4 separate regions of the Mus musculus genome follow, and regions 1, 3 and 4 are each linked to region 2. Evidence: chromatin contacts called from public promoter capture Hi-C data. All regions are on one chromosome and are shown on one strand. The core of a region is the stretch at or near the end of the contact, and the rest is flanking DNA. Distances in the headings are between cores, read along the strand shown.

The links. Promoter capture Hi-C pulls out the DNA fragments that hold promoters and counts their contacts. Capture Hi-C pulls out chosen DNA fragments and counts their contacts.
Region 1: a contact with region 2 is called in a promoter capture Hi-C map of liver. The contact joins the promoter of Nenf here to the promoter of Fam71a in region 2. A contact is called at or near these places in 8 of 39 promoter capture datasets (the C10 cell line, the HPC-7 cell line, liver and 4 more), 1 of 484 Hi-C or Micro-C datasets (bone marrow-derived macrophages), 2 of 115 datasets of contacts at active chromatin or transcription factors (bone marrow-derived macrophages and pancreatic cancer cells) and 3 of 9 other capture datasets (adipose tissue, liver and pancreatic islet).
Region 3: a promoter capture Hi-C map of liver shows a contact between it and region 2. The contact joins the promoter of Vash2 here to the promoter of Fam71a in region 2. A contact is called at or near these places in 4 of 39 promoter capture datasets (the C10 cell line, liver, macrophages and 1 more), 1 of 15 datasets of contacts at CTCF or cohesin (the NIH/3T3 cell line), 2 of 484 Hi-C or Micro-C datasets (bone marrow-derived macrophages and embryonic stem cells), 2 of 115 datasets of contacts at active chromatin or transcription factors (embryonic stem cells and pancreatic cancer cells) and 3 of 9 other capture datasets (adipose tissue, liver and macrophages).
Region 4: a promoter capture Hi-C map of macrophages shows a contact between it and region 2, with 6 read pairs. The contact joins the enhancer-like site here to the promoter of Fam71a in region 2. A contact is called at or near these places in 5 of 39 promoter capture datasets (the C10 cell line, macrophages, neutrophils and 2 more), 6 of 484 Hi-C or Micro-C datasets (B cells, adipose-derived mesenchymal stem cells, bone marrow-derived macrophages and 2 more), 2 of 115 datasets of contacts at active chromatin or transcription factors (both in bone marrow-derived macrophages) and 2 of 9 other capture datasets (adipose tissue and liver).

Annotation. Positions count from the first base shown.
Region 1 is chr1:191,316,629-191,320,008 of GRCm38.p6, forward strand. Nenf (neuron derived neurotrophic factor) reads right to left here and starts at 1,503. Exons shown (of 4, transcript NM_025424.3): 1 at 1,291-1,503. The coding sequence starts at 1,464.
Region 2 is chr1:191,163,032-191,166,164 of GRCm38.p6, forward strand. It overlaps Fam71a (family with sequence similarity 71, member A), which reads right to left and starts at 1,786. Exons shown (of 1, transcript NM_001109759.1): 1 at 1-1,786. The coding sequence starts at 1,413.
Region 3 is chr1:190,977,369-190,980,508 of GRCm38.p6, forward strand. It overlaps Vash2 (vasohibin 2), which reads right to left and starts at 1,630. Exons shown (of 8, transcript NM_144879.2): 1 at 1,338-1,630; 2 at 813-1,219. The coding sequence starts at 1,088.
Region 4 is chr1:190,996,675-190,999,833 of GRCm38.p6, forward strand. It overlaps the pseudogene Gm8407. Among named protein-coding and RNA genes, the nearest start is that of Gm31373, 5.6 kb to the left of the region's middle. Within about 2 kb of position 1,592, at least 33 of the 459 cell types and tissues checked have an H3K27ac peak or open chromatin away from gene starts, as enhancers often do. A contact at or near this core is called in adipose-derived mesenchymal stem cells, bone marrow-derived macrophages and macrophages, where this site is marked.

The sequences.
Region 1 (3,380 bases), core at 253-2,752, 150 kb after region 2:
GCCCCGATGCAGAGTGCTCCACATAAACCATACTGCACACCCAGTGTAGGCAGTGAGAAGCCCGCCCGCCCGCATCAGTAAGGCGTGGATTGCCTTGCTAGGCAGAACAACAGGCCAGCTTTGCTAACTGTTCTCCCCATGCGCCTATACCGGGAGTTCCCTCCGCTGTCCGGTAACACCCGTTCACATTCCCGCCATGTTCCTATCCCTGTGTTCTTATGGACCTGTGGGTCAAAAGCAGCAGTTCTTGGGCTGCAGAGATAGCTCAGCAGTTTAGAGCACTGACTGCTCTTCCAGAGGTCATGAGTTCAAATCCCAGCAACCACATGGTGGCTCACGACCATCTGCAATGAGATCTGATGCCCTCTTCTGGAGTGTCTGAGGACAGCTACATTGTACTTGTATATAATAAATAAATAGACGGGAGCAAGCGCGGCCAGAAAAAAAAAAAAAGCAGCGGTCCTCAACCTTCCTAACGCTGCAACTCTAAACAGTTTCACATGCGGTGGTGACCCCCACAACCATAAAATGATTTCCATTGCTACTTCATCATTGTAATTTTGCTACTGTTATGAATCCTAATGTAAGCATCTGTGTTTTCTGACAGTCTTAGGACCCACAGGCTGAGAACCACTGGCCTCAGCTTTCATCCCTAAAGATCTGTTTTGGGAGAGACCCTTGCATATTTGGTCTATGTAAGGTTCGCTAACACCGAAGCTAGGGAGCTCAGGGCACATAGATTCAGCGAAGCAACACGGGTCCTTCCCTCCTGTACCACTGAGCACGTGCCTCAGTTTCCCTATCTGTAAAGGTAGGGGATTAATTCCTGGAATCACTACAATGCCAAGAGACCGGTTCTTCCTAACTGGATTCAGGCTTCCTCCCCATCTAAAGCAGCTACCCATATCGGGTAGTGTTATTTCCTCCTTTGCGTTCATCCCCACCAGCCCAGACACTAAATGGGGTCTGAAGGGTGAGCTTCAGTAGGCCCGGGACACCGGGGCAGGAAAGGAAAGGCTTGGATCATCCTGCCGGCCCCAGACCCCCCTAGCTCAGTGCGCACTCTCAGGCCGGTCACTTTGCACAAACTGTAGGCCGTGTGACCCCAGCTCACCCTCACACTAAAATCTAGAAGGGTCTGAGGTCTGTACTCAGACCCACAGCGACAAGGCGGGGCGGAGGAAGCGCGGGGTGGGGCGTCAGGGCGACGCCCTGCCTCCACCCGGCCTCGCGTGGGTCCCCGCCACCAGTCAGCTCGGGACAGCCGCCGGCCCAGGCCGCGCCGCCTACCTCCTCGCCGCCGTAGCGGGCCAGCTCCTCCTCGGTGAAGAGCCGCACCGGGGGCCCGCGCTCTGCGGGGCGCGGCGTCTGCCCAGCCCAGGCTGAGGGCACTGGGACCAGAGCCAGCGCCAGGACGAGCGCCGCCAGCAGCCGCAGCCGCCACCAGGGCGCGGGGCGCGCCATAGACAGCGAGGAGCAGGCGGGAGGACGGCGGGGCGGGGCGGAGCACAGTCGGCTCCTAGGGAGGGGCCCTGTAAGACAGGACCCAGCCTTATCAATTTGTCCTCTCCTCCTTTCTCTCTGACGCTAAGTCCTACTACATAGCCTGTAATGTTCTTGAACTGGTGGCTATCCTTCTGCCTCAGTCTCCAGAGAATTGGGATTATACACTAGTGGCACCAGGCCCGAGTAACTTGCCCCCCCTTCCTTCCTTCCTTCCTTCCTTCCTTCCTTCCTTCCTTCCTTCCTTCCGTCCTTCCTTCCTTCCTTCCTTCCTTCCTCCCTTCCTCCCTCCCTCCCTTCCTTCTTTCTTCTCTCCATCCCTTTCCCTTACTCCCTTCCTCTCCTCCCTCTCCTTCCCCCATCTTTCATTCCTTCCTTCCCTCACTCTCTTCCTTCCTCTTCCCCATCTGTCTTTCCCTCGTTCCTTTCTTTTCTTTTTTCCTTTCCTTTCCTTTCCTTTCCTTTCCTTTCCTTCCCTTCCCTTCCTCTCCTATCCCTTTCCCTTCCCTTCCATTCCCTTCCTCTCCTATCCCCTTCCCTTCCCCCCCCCCTTCCCTTCCCTTCCCTTCCCTTCCCTTCCCTTCCCTTCCCTTCCCTTCCCTTCCCTTCCCTTCCTTTCCTATCCCCTGTCCTTCCCCTCCCTTCCTTTCCTTCCAGGATTTCGTTCTGTTTTTCAGGCTGGCTATGTCCCAAGGCTGACCTTGCAGGGATCTTCCTAGCCTGGCTCTTTTATAGAATTGTGTTGCAACGAACATGATTATGGCTTTGAAGGCTGTGCCAAACTCACAACACATTATCTGCTTTATACCGAGTCGCAGAATCTCAAGGTTGAAGAGGCCCTTCTAACTCCCAGGGTGAAATATCACAGCCTTCTTGAGGCCTAACACATCTTGACAATATCTCTGGCCTTGAGCACTCTGGCTGCTCCAGCCTCTTCTCGCTCTGCAGGCCTGTGTGTCAGGAAGCCAAAAGATTCTTCCTGCAATTTCTCCTGACCACATGAAATGCGCTGCCTGTTCTCCCAGAGGTCCTGGATTCTACACTTACACGGCAGTTCACAAGCATTTGTAACTCCAGTCCCAGGGGCCCTGACACCCTTTCTGGCCTCTGCAGGCACCAGGTACAAATGTGGTATACAAGCAAAACAGCCATACATATAAGTAAAATTTAAAAAGAATGTAGAAATTATTTTCCAATAATGTTTCCTAGTATTTATTTCTTAGCTGTATCCAACAGGAAAGCAGACTGCTGGCCACACAGGTGACAGAGGCTGAGGCTGAGACCTGTGGCAGAGAAGACCAGCCACAGGGAGGAGGAGGTGTGGCTCACATGTCTGGAGCTATGAAATAAGAGGCTAGAATCTTGGGAGGGAAGCTGGAGTTTGATGGCTGCTGTGGTCTAAGGCAGGGAATGGATGCTCACAGCGGATCCCCTGCTCTCCCTTCCCTTGAGCCTGCCAATCTCAGGCAGCACTTCCCCTTGATGGAATTCAAAGGAAACTCTGCTCTAAAGACTTTCTGATGGCTCATTTTTATTCCCTGGGCTCTGTGAACAGTGTATTAGCACTCAATATACTAATTAGTAACTAATTGCTAATTAGCAATGAACATGCTAATTGATAACTAATTAGTATTAGTAACAAATACATTATTCACAACCAATGATTTACAAGAAGTAATTTAAGGAAATAAAGGTTTATTTTGACTCACAGTTTTGGAGATTCCGTCCCCCAGGGTGGGAAACACCCTGGGATGGGGATAGGCCGTGTGTCCACACCTCAGCAATCAGGAGGCAGAGAGGAAACCACCAGAGTTACTTACTTTTTCTTTCACCATTTCTCTTCATCCCTGGACCCCCACCTGTGCAATGTGCTATCC
Region 2 (3,133 bases), core at 536-3,035:
GTCATCGCCAACACCTCTGTGACTGGTTGATTTTTGAAACTCCTTGTCCCCTTCTGTCTTGTGACCTTCTCCTGTCCTCTGGTGCTGCTCACTCCTGCTGCCAACTCTTTCCTTTGCTCTCTGGTCCCTTCTCGACCTCCTTTCCTTATGGGCTTTGGTACTGGTCTCATAGGCTTTCCGACGTCCAGTCTCTTCATTTGAGTGGCTTTCGCTTGGCAAGGTCAAGGCGAGGACAACTGGGACTGGGTCATTTGCTGTTTCTCCAACAGACTTTCCTGTAGTCTCAATCCTGGAATTTGTTACAGTCATGATCTCTTTGCGGGAGAGGCTGGCAGGTGAACTGGGAATATACTCCAAGGACTTGCTTGCCATCCCTGCCAAGGCAATCTTCATGCTCTTTGGCGACATTTTGCCAGTGCTTGCTATGGTCAAATGGCTTTTGCTTCCTCTTGCTCCCAAGGCAGCCTCCTCTACTGTAGCTTTGTTTATCTGTCCCAAGCCTTCAGGCATGTTTGCTGCCAAGCTCAAAGAGTCTACTAGGTCACACACTATTGCCTCTGATGCCGACTCTCTGGCAAGGACTTTTGAGCTTACTTTGGGCGTGGGTATCCTGGACACAATAGTGGATATGTGAGAATCATGGGTTTCCTCCCCACCAGAAAAAGCAGAAGAGCTGATCGCACTCACATCTGTGGTCGCGGGGAGGCTTTTGACGCTGACCTTGTATAGATCTCTTTTTTTTCGGTGGCCGGATTTTCTTTTGCCTTTTTTTTTTGGTATCTTCAGTTCTTCATCCAGAAAAGGCGTGCTCATCATGTCCCCTGCTGGGATGGCATAGGTACTGGTGTTACTGTCCACAGGTGGTCTCAGGAGGTCAATCAATTTTTCCCAGTAGGAAAAGAGATCATCCTTGCTTTCGGGAGGGGGGCACAACTGCAGGTAGCAAGAACGGCCAGTAGCAAACTTGAGACGTAGCTGTTGTTCATCACGTCTGTGAACAGAAATCCTTACAAACTTCAAAGGAAGGAGCCTAGTGAGCTCCAAGGTCTTTCCAGCCTTGCGTTTTTTGCCTTTGGTGCTGTTGGTGGACTGGCCATGTCCCAGAAGCTCATCGAATGGTGCTGGTCGGGCCAGCAGCATGACATCAGGGAGTGGAAGGATGGGACTGGTGCACGCAATGCCCACAGTCACCATTCGGACACGATTGTGCACGTCGATCACTTCTCCATATCTGGTGATCTGGATGAAGTCGCTCTCGAATATCGGCGCGTACTTGAATATATCATACTCTCCTTTGTGCAACTGCTGCTGTAATTTCCCCGTGGCGGTGTCGAACAAGCCGTTGAACATGCCGACTTCAGCACCACTCTGGGCTGTATAATATGGTAACAGAGACTCTTCCTTTACGTCCATTTTGTGTCAAGAAAGGTATGCTGGCAAGGTGGGTTCCTGCGTCTTTCTTGGTCTCCACAGATGAGGGGAGCCACAGTGCTCCTGGGTCACAAAGGTGGCGCTACAACAGGTCTTCTCAACCCCACCCCACAAGCCCCCAGTTTGCCTCAGAGCCTCCAAGAGGCCTGGGCTGGGGGTGGGAAGGGAGCACAGATGATTGGCAAGGGGTGCTGTTGAGTGCCTGGACCCCAAGTCCAACCTCTCCAAAGATGCAGGGTAGACTCCAGGGAGGTTCTCTTCAGGGTCTACAACGCCTTTGACCTCCACCTGTAATTTTTTTTGAAAGCTCCCTGAGAGTCTACAAACTGCAGCCCTAGTGAGAGAGGTGACCACTAGAGCCTGAAGCCCCTGCACAGCCATATTTATCCCCCTCTCCCTTTGTGACCTGTCGCTGGCACATCCCCCTTTGTCCCATCCCCCAGCTGCCCTCCAGGAGGACAGGACCAGGAGGGTACCAACATGAAATGGCATCAGATGGGAACATTGTATATAAGTACTTCCAAATGGGAACATTGTATATGAGTACTTCCTTCTCTTAGCCCAAACTGAAAAGATTCAAAGCCTGTGGGAATTCGAGGAAATGGGGAGATTGGAAACATCTGAGTTTATGGTTTCATTTTATTGGACAGCCTGGATACTGTTCTTGATTCTTCCAGGAAACCTCACTAAATGTTGATGCTGATAACCTTTCAGGACAGCTCTGGCCTCTACTAAGATTATTGCTTACTCTCACTGTACTATGTGTGATATTTCACATACCGGTGGAAGGATCCATGGATGTGTACTAGTTCACAGGACAAAGACACTAAAGGTTAATCACTTATACCCACAAACTATAATGTTCGAATCCAAGTCTTGCTCATTCTAAAATCCTTATTTTAAATCACCACATGGCTTTGCCTCTTGAGAGAAACTTGGGTCAGTCAAATGTTTTCAAACTAGACTGATTTGTTTTTACTACATCATGGGAAATTGTATATAATGTGCGTGTTTGTGTGTGTGTGTGTGTGTGTGTATGCGTATGTGTGCATATGTGTGTCTGCATGTGTGTGCATTCATGTGCCTGTATGTGTGTGTGCTTGTGTGTATATGTGTGTCTGCATGTGTGTGTGCTTGTGTATGCATGTGTGTGCCACATGTGTGTGTGCTTATGTGTGCATGTGTGTGTGTGTGTGTGTGTGTGTGTGTGTGTGTATAGAGTGTGATAAAGAAAGCAGGACAATCACTTTAGATAGTAGGTGAGCTGAGGCGAGGGGGTTTGTGAGTCAGGGGCCACATAATTTTTCCTGTCAGTTTTGCTTTTGTAAAGAACCGTTTACTCTCTTAAGGACCCCAGGTTTTGCTTCCCAGTTTTCCACACTGTGTTTAGTGAAATGCACAGCATAGGGCAAGGGGTAAGGAATCAAGGTCCTCAAATTCCAAGTCCGAACAGCCCTGCTGTTGGGGAGAGCTGTAGAAATCCATTTACATCTCATTTACATCTCATTTACATTCTCATGACTGCCTATCGCCACAGCCACATAGCCAGACTCAGGGTTTCCACATTATTGCCACTTGGACCCCTACTCCAGGCTCGCCCAGTTGGTTTGAAGTCATATTCCAGACACGTGTTCTTTATGAATGAGGCTATCACTATCAGGCTGTGGAAGCACACAAACCTGTTTATTAATTGATAGGCAGA
Region 3 (3,140 bases), core at 380-2,879, 190 kb before region 2:
GATTCCTGCACCTCTCAGGAGTCCTGCTCAGCAAACGGGATCCCTGGGGTCCAGGGAAGCCACCTCCATGGCCACACTCCAGGTTTTCATTTTATATAACACGACACTCCCACCAGAGAACATGTCTCTCTGTAACCATATCCTTGGCCACTGAGCTCAGTTGCTCCCTGGCTGCTCTCCCGAGTAAAAAAGAGAGGGTCACTTGGTGTCTCCCTTTACTCCAGAGACTAATTCATCCAGTGTCCTGGAAAGTCCCTTTAAGCCACAGCCAAATGCTTCATTGGCGCCAGATTAAGCTGGTAAGGGACAGGTCACTGTTCTCTGTAAGCTTCAGAGGTAAAAATCAAAAATCACTGTCATAAAAGGATAGGAAGAGTGTGATGATGAAGATGAAGATGGTTAGCAAAAACTCTAGGAATGATTCACACTGAGAAGTCTGGCTGATTGATTACAAATTCACTCCATAAGTCATTTGCTAGGGAGACCTGGGGGTGGGGGGGGAGGTAAAACACTCACGGAGGGCAGATAGGGTGGACCCTGGGGTTCTATGCTTTCTTGGAGTGGTTGGTGTTGACCTGGTGACATTAGCTTTTGATGAAGATATTACAGGAGCTGAATACATAATGGATTTGGCTCAGCCCAACCTCAGAGCTTAGCCAGCAAGCCCCCTGCCTGCTCCTCTTGGCAGCAGAACAGGACTCAGTAGCTGGACACGAGGTCTCTTCTCCCTGCCCTGCCAAGGATGGGCTGAGCAGGTCCCATCCCTGCCAACCCGCCCATCCCATCCCACCCTTTCCAGCGAAGCCACTGACCTTAGCCAGGAAGGCAGCGTTTCTGATGGCGCCTACCATCTCTCCCCCTCTGGGGTGGACCTTGGCAACGTGCAGCCACATCCGCTCCCAGGTGTGGCTATCGATCGGGAACCCGCTCTTGTTCACGTGGAACAGCACCCCGCCGTCTTTGTCCTCCTCCTCGGAGCCCCCGCTGGTGGCGAGGCTCACGGGCCGCGCGTGGCTGCTCCGGGATCGGGTGCCTTTGGTGATTTTGGGGTGGGGGCAGCGGTGAGTGTCGGCGGCAGAGCCGGTCATGATGAGGGGCACACGGCAAGGGGGCGGAGGACGCCGGCACGCCGGGGATCAGGGCCCCGCGGGAGGTTGGGGTGGCCTTTAACTCTCGCGGCCGTAGGACACACGAAGGGAACCCCGCTCACCGACCGGGCCTGAAAGCAGTGGAAACAGCAGACACTGCAGCTCAATAAGACAGGCATGGGGGTTCCCGCCTCGCTGCCCCAGACCCACCCTTCAGGACTAACGCGAGCTTCCAGCCCCGCCGATTACCTAGCAAGGCGGCTGGAAAGACGCCACGAAGCCTCACACCCAGCTGCACTCGGGGATGGGGAGGCATGCAAGGAGCGCGGGGTGAGGAGGGGACGGGGTAGGAAAAAGCAAGACAGCTGTGTAGCAAGAAGACTCGAGGGTCCCCTCCAGCTTCACGCATCCCTGGGTCCCCAGATGTGGTGGACTGCCACGGTCCCACAGCGAGCGGGCACGTGAGCGCCCGGGGTTGGCGCGAGGGAGCCGCAGCAGCCTCTGCTTGTTAGGGAGGCCTGGCGTCTTCCCGGAAGCCCCCCGAACCCTGGCGCGAGAGGGGCGGCTCCAGCCGGGGTTCCCGGGCAAGCGCAGCGCCGCCCCCTTCCCGCGGGTCCCGCGCGGGCACCGCGAGTGGCAGCTGCGGGCCGCCACGACGCGCGCGGGGCCCGGGGACCCACCTCGGGCCGGCCTCATTGCTGCAGAAGGCTGTTGGGGTTGAGGCGGTCGTCGCCTCATTCCATGTCCCATTCTCGAATGTTATTCTGTGACATATAACTGAGTCACCCGGGCAGCCGCCGATGTTCCGAATGCGGCCATTGGACACCGCAACAAAGAGGGGCGGGTCCCGAGCTTGGGACTCTACAACCCGGAGCTCTGCGTCTCTGCGATTGGTTCCAGGGTTCCCGGGCGGGAGGGGATACGAGTTAGGGAAGCTGGGCTGCCACGCGAAATCCGATGCTGCAGTATCCTGGGAGCCCCGCGGAGCTGGAGCGACTGTCCAGGGACTAAGATCCAGTTTCCCTCGGGCAGAGGCGCAGCAGCTAAGCTCCGGAGATGAGATAAGGAAGTAGTGGGCCTGGTGGAGCAGTGTTGGTCGAGGAGCTGGGCACAGTGACTACACAGGGCTCTGGGTGGCTCTAGGAAAGGCCAACTTTAATACTTATTTAAATTCTCCATTACAAGTTTCTCCCCAGATTAACAAGTGTGTACAGCCCTGAATCCTCTATTAGTAGATGTGGATAACAAGGTTCTTCAACCCAAGCTGCTGTGAGAGGCAATTCGAGCCCCTTCTGTTCTGTAGTCACTGTAGAGGGATGCTTGAAGCCAAGGGAGTGGCCTTCCCACAGCTTCTCCTCCTCTTCTTTGTCGTCGTCTTCCTCTTTGTCGTCTTCTCCTCCTCCTCCTCCTCCTCCTCCTCCTCCTCCTCCTCCTCCTCCTCTTCCTTCCTTCCTTCCTTCCTTCCTTCCCTTCTTCTTCTTCTTCTTCTTCTTCTTCTTCTTCTTCTTCTTCTTCTTCTTCTTCTTCTTCTTCCTTCTATCTCTCTCTCTCTCTTTCCCTCTCTCTCTCCCCCTCCCTCCCCCCCAGCCCGTGTGTGTGTGTGTGTGTGTGTGTGTGTGGTGTGTGGTGTGTGTGTGGTGTGGTGTGTGTGTGTGTGTGTGTGTGTGTGTGTGTGTGTTTATACGTGAGGCTGGAGTATTGGGTTCAGCGAGTTAAGATCACTGTCTTTAAGGAAGACCAGCACTTTGGGTTCAGCACCCGTTCTCAGCTTCAGGAGGATCACACAAGTTGGGCCTCCTGGGCACCTGCGCTCTCATGTTTGTGCTGACTCTGACATATATGCAAAGACATGTAATTTAAAAATATTAGAAATAAATATTTTTAAACCTTTTACATTTTGCATTTGTCGTGTGTAAGTGTGCAGGTGTACGGATTTGGAGAGCGTGTGTAAGTATGTAGGTGTACGTGTGGAGTGTGTGTGTGTGTGTGTGTGTGTGTGTGTGTGTGTGTCGAGATCAGAGGACAAAGTACTGGTGGCCATTCTCTCATTAT
Region 4 (3,159 bases), core at 342-2,841, 170 kb before region 2:
GAGGCTGTGCTTTCCCAACTGCTGAAGTGAGAATGGCTAGCCATGCTTTTCTGAAAGACTTTTTTCTGTCTTGGAAAAGTTGTATGTAGTTGCAGTTCTGACAGATGGATTTCAGATCCAATGTGTCTGGCCTCACCGTCTCCTACTGGATAGTAGGACTATCTTTTGTTGTTCTGTTTTGTCTTTTGGGGCTTTTGTTTTTGTTTTGTTTTCAAGACAGGGTTTCTCTGTATAACAGCCCTGCTGTCCTGGAACTTGCTTCATAGACCAGGTTAGCCTCAAACTCACAGAGTGCTGGGATTAAAGGTGTGTGCCACCATGTTCAGCGTGTATATCTGAGAGCCACAAGCATGCAGTGCCCACAGAGGCCAGAAAAGGATGTTCTGTCCTCTGAGACTGGAGCTGTGAGCCACGATGTAGATTCCGAGAATTGAACCCAGGTCCTCTGGAAAGCAGATAATACTCTTACCTGCTAAGCCATCTCTCCAGTCCTGACAGTAGGGCTATCTATCTGAGCGTTATTGCTTTGGCCCACACGGATCACCTGGATCACACTTGAGGCGGTTACCTGCCTTTCCTGTCTCATTGAATTGGAAAGCTAAGAAAAGGTCTTTATAGTATTTTGTTTCATTTTAAGAAATGTTTAAGAAATGCAGGTTCAAGAGGGACACTGAAATGAATTGCTGGGAGTAAAGAGTTTATTAAAGCATCATGAGCAGAGAGATAGATAACAGTATGACAGGAACTCTGAGGACAAGAAGCAGGGTCCTGAGGCACACATGTGTGGGAATCTCTCTGTCTCTCTCCGTCTCTCTCTCTCTATGTCTCTGTCTCTCTCTGTGTTTCTCTCTCTGTGTGTTTCTCTCTGTCTCTGTCTCTGTCTCTGTCTGTCTCTCTCTCTCTCTCTCCCTCTCTCCCTCTGTCTTGATATTTTGAGACAGGGTTTCTCTATGTAGCCCTGGCTGTCTCAGAACTTGCTTTGTAGACCAGGCTAGCCTCAGACTCACAAAAATCCACCCACCTCTGCCTCTAAGTGTTAGGATTAGGGTTATGCACCACCATGCCTGGCTTCAGTTTTTTCTTTAGTCCTGTGTTATGGGTTATACAACAATCGTAAGAACCATTATTTCCGGATCACAAGAGGACCTAAGCTTTGTTCCTTTGCTGCCCAGGTCCCTTGGCCACCATCTCCTGAGTGCATGTGTCACCAGGTCTTCTGAATTTGTTTTGTGCATCTTGTGTGACATATATGGAAATGGCTAGATACTGTGGTCTATTTATTAGCAGCTATTATAAACAAGAACAGATTAATACGCTACAACACCATGCCTCTCAAATCAGCCAGACTGCTTCTTACATGTGGATATCACCACAAGAGCACAGTGGGCCAGCATCACTGAGAGGCAGTTATATGCCTTCTGCAGAAAAATAATCCTCACAAGTTAGTAATATTAATTTAAAAAAAAGGATCAGGTTTCAAGACTCAGGCTCCCTAATGTTTTCATAACACATTTTATGGTATACTGGGGAGTGCTTAAGAAGCAGCCGAGGCAGGAAGATGACACAGCATCATGAGGCTACCCAGTGACTCACAGTATCAAGTGTTACATACATATGACCAGTCAGCTTCACAAGACTAAACAAAGTGCCTGAGAAGACTAATCCTGTGGCTCTATGTCTATCATCTGAGGTTTGTGATGGAATCATCTGGGCTCCAAAGGATATATGTGGGCCCTTTCATTCCAGTTTGGCTACCTTCAGCATGTGAAGCCCCTCTCTTGAGATGGCTCCACTTCCTACATGCCTCTCTCCTAAGGTATGTGCCATGGTTTTGGCATCTCCAGTATTCTGTGATCTCCATGCTACTTAGGCATCATCTTGACCTCACAGAATGGCTTCCATGGCCTCCATGCAGGGATTACAACTCCACCACACATCAACTAGCCTTTGCGGCTCTCTGAAACCATGGATCAGCTCTTGTGAGCCTCTCAACCTGAGTCTTTCATGCTTGGGAAAAAAAAAAAAAACAGTATCAAGGGGACAGTGATGTCAACATTGTTGCCATCTTGTGATGGAGCCTGATCCACTTTGACCTACAGAAGCAGGAAGTACGAAGCATGCTGTGTGTGTTGTCTCTGGAGGAGACATTTTCCTAGGGGGTTGCTTTCCAGGAGTAAGGAACCCCTTCCACCTTCTAAGCTGAGCTTTCTCTTTTAAAATGAATACGTATCTTTATAAGTTGCAGCCTTAGCCGAGTGGCATCTTCTGTTGAGGCCTACTTGTCCCAGTGCGAGGCATAGGGTTTATCTTTAACAATTACAGACTCTTATTTAGCATTCATATTGGTTGCAAATTTAAACTTTCTTTTTCTTCACCAAACTGCATATTTTTTAAATTATTATTTTTATTTATTTATTTATTTATTTATTTATTCTTTGCCCAACTTTTTGATTTTTTTCTACTGTGGGCCTGGATATATTTAAATTTAGCCTGACACAAAATTTCAGGGCATGGTAAGAACAAAGCTAAAATTTTGGACAGAATATACCAAGAATCATGTCTAGTTTTGTTCTCCAAAAAATTCTTTATTCCTCTTTGAAACCTCATAAATTTCTGCATTTGTCTCAACCTGGTGTTCCAAACCCCTGCCAGAACGACACACTAAGCTATCTTTTCAGTATTCAAAGGGTTTTTTAGCTCCAAATCCCAAACTCTTCTACATTCTTGCTGTAAACCAGTTCCAAAGACCTGAGAACCACATAGTCAGGTTCATCACAGTAGCAACCCCACTCCTGGTACCAATTGTACATCTTAGTTATATTTCCTATTGGTGTGCAAAATATCTTGACAAAAGCAACTTAAGGGAGAAAAGGTTTATTTGGGTTCACAGTTTGAGGGTACAGACCATCATAGCAGCTCTGGTAGCAAGAGTTTAAGATAACTGATTACATTGTATCAGCAATGAAGAAGCAGAGAATGGGGCCTGGAGAAATGGTTCTGCAGTTAAAAGAACTGGCTGCTCTTCCAGAGGTCCTGAGTTCAATTCCCAGCAAGCACATGGTGGCTCACAACCATCTGTAATGGGGTCTGATGCCCTCTGCTGGTGTGCAGGTGTACATACAGAACTCACATACATTAAACAAACAAGAAAATAAATCT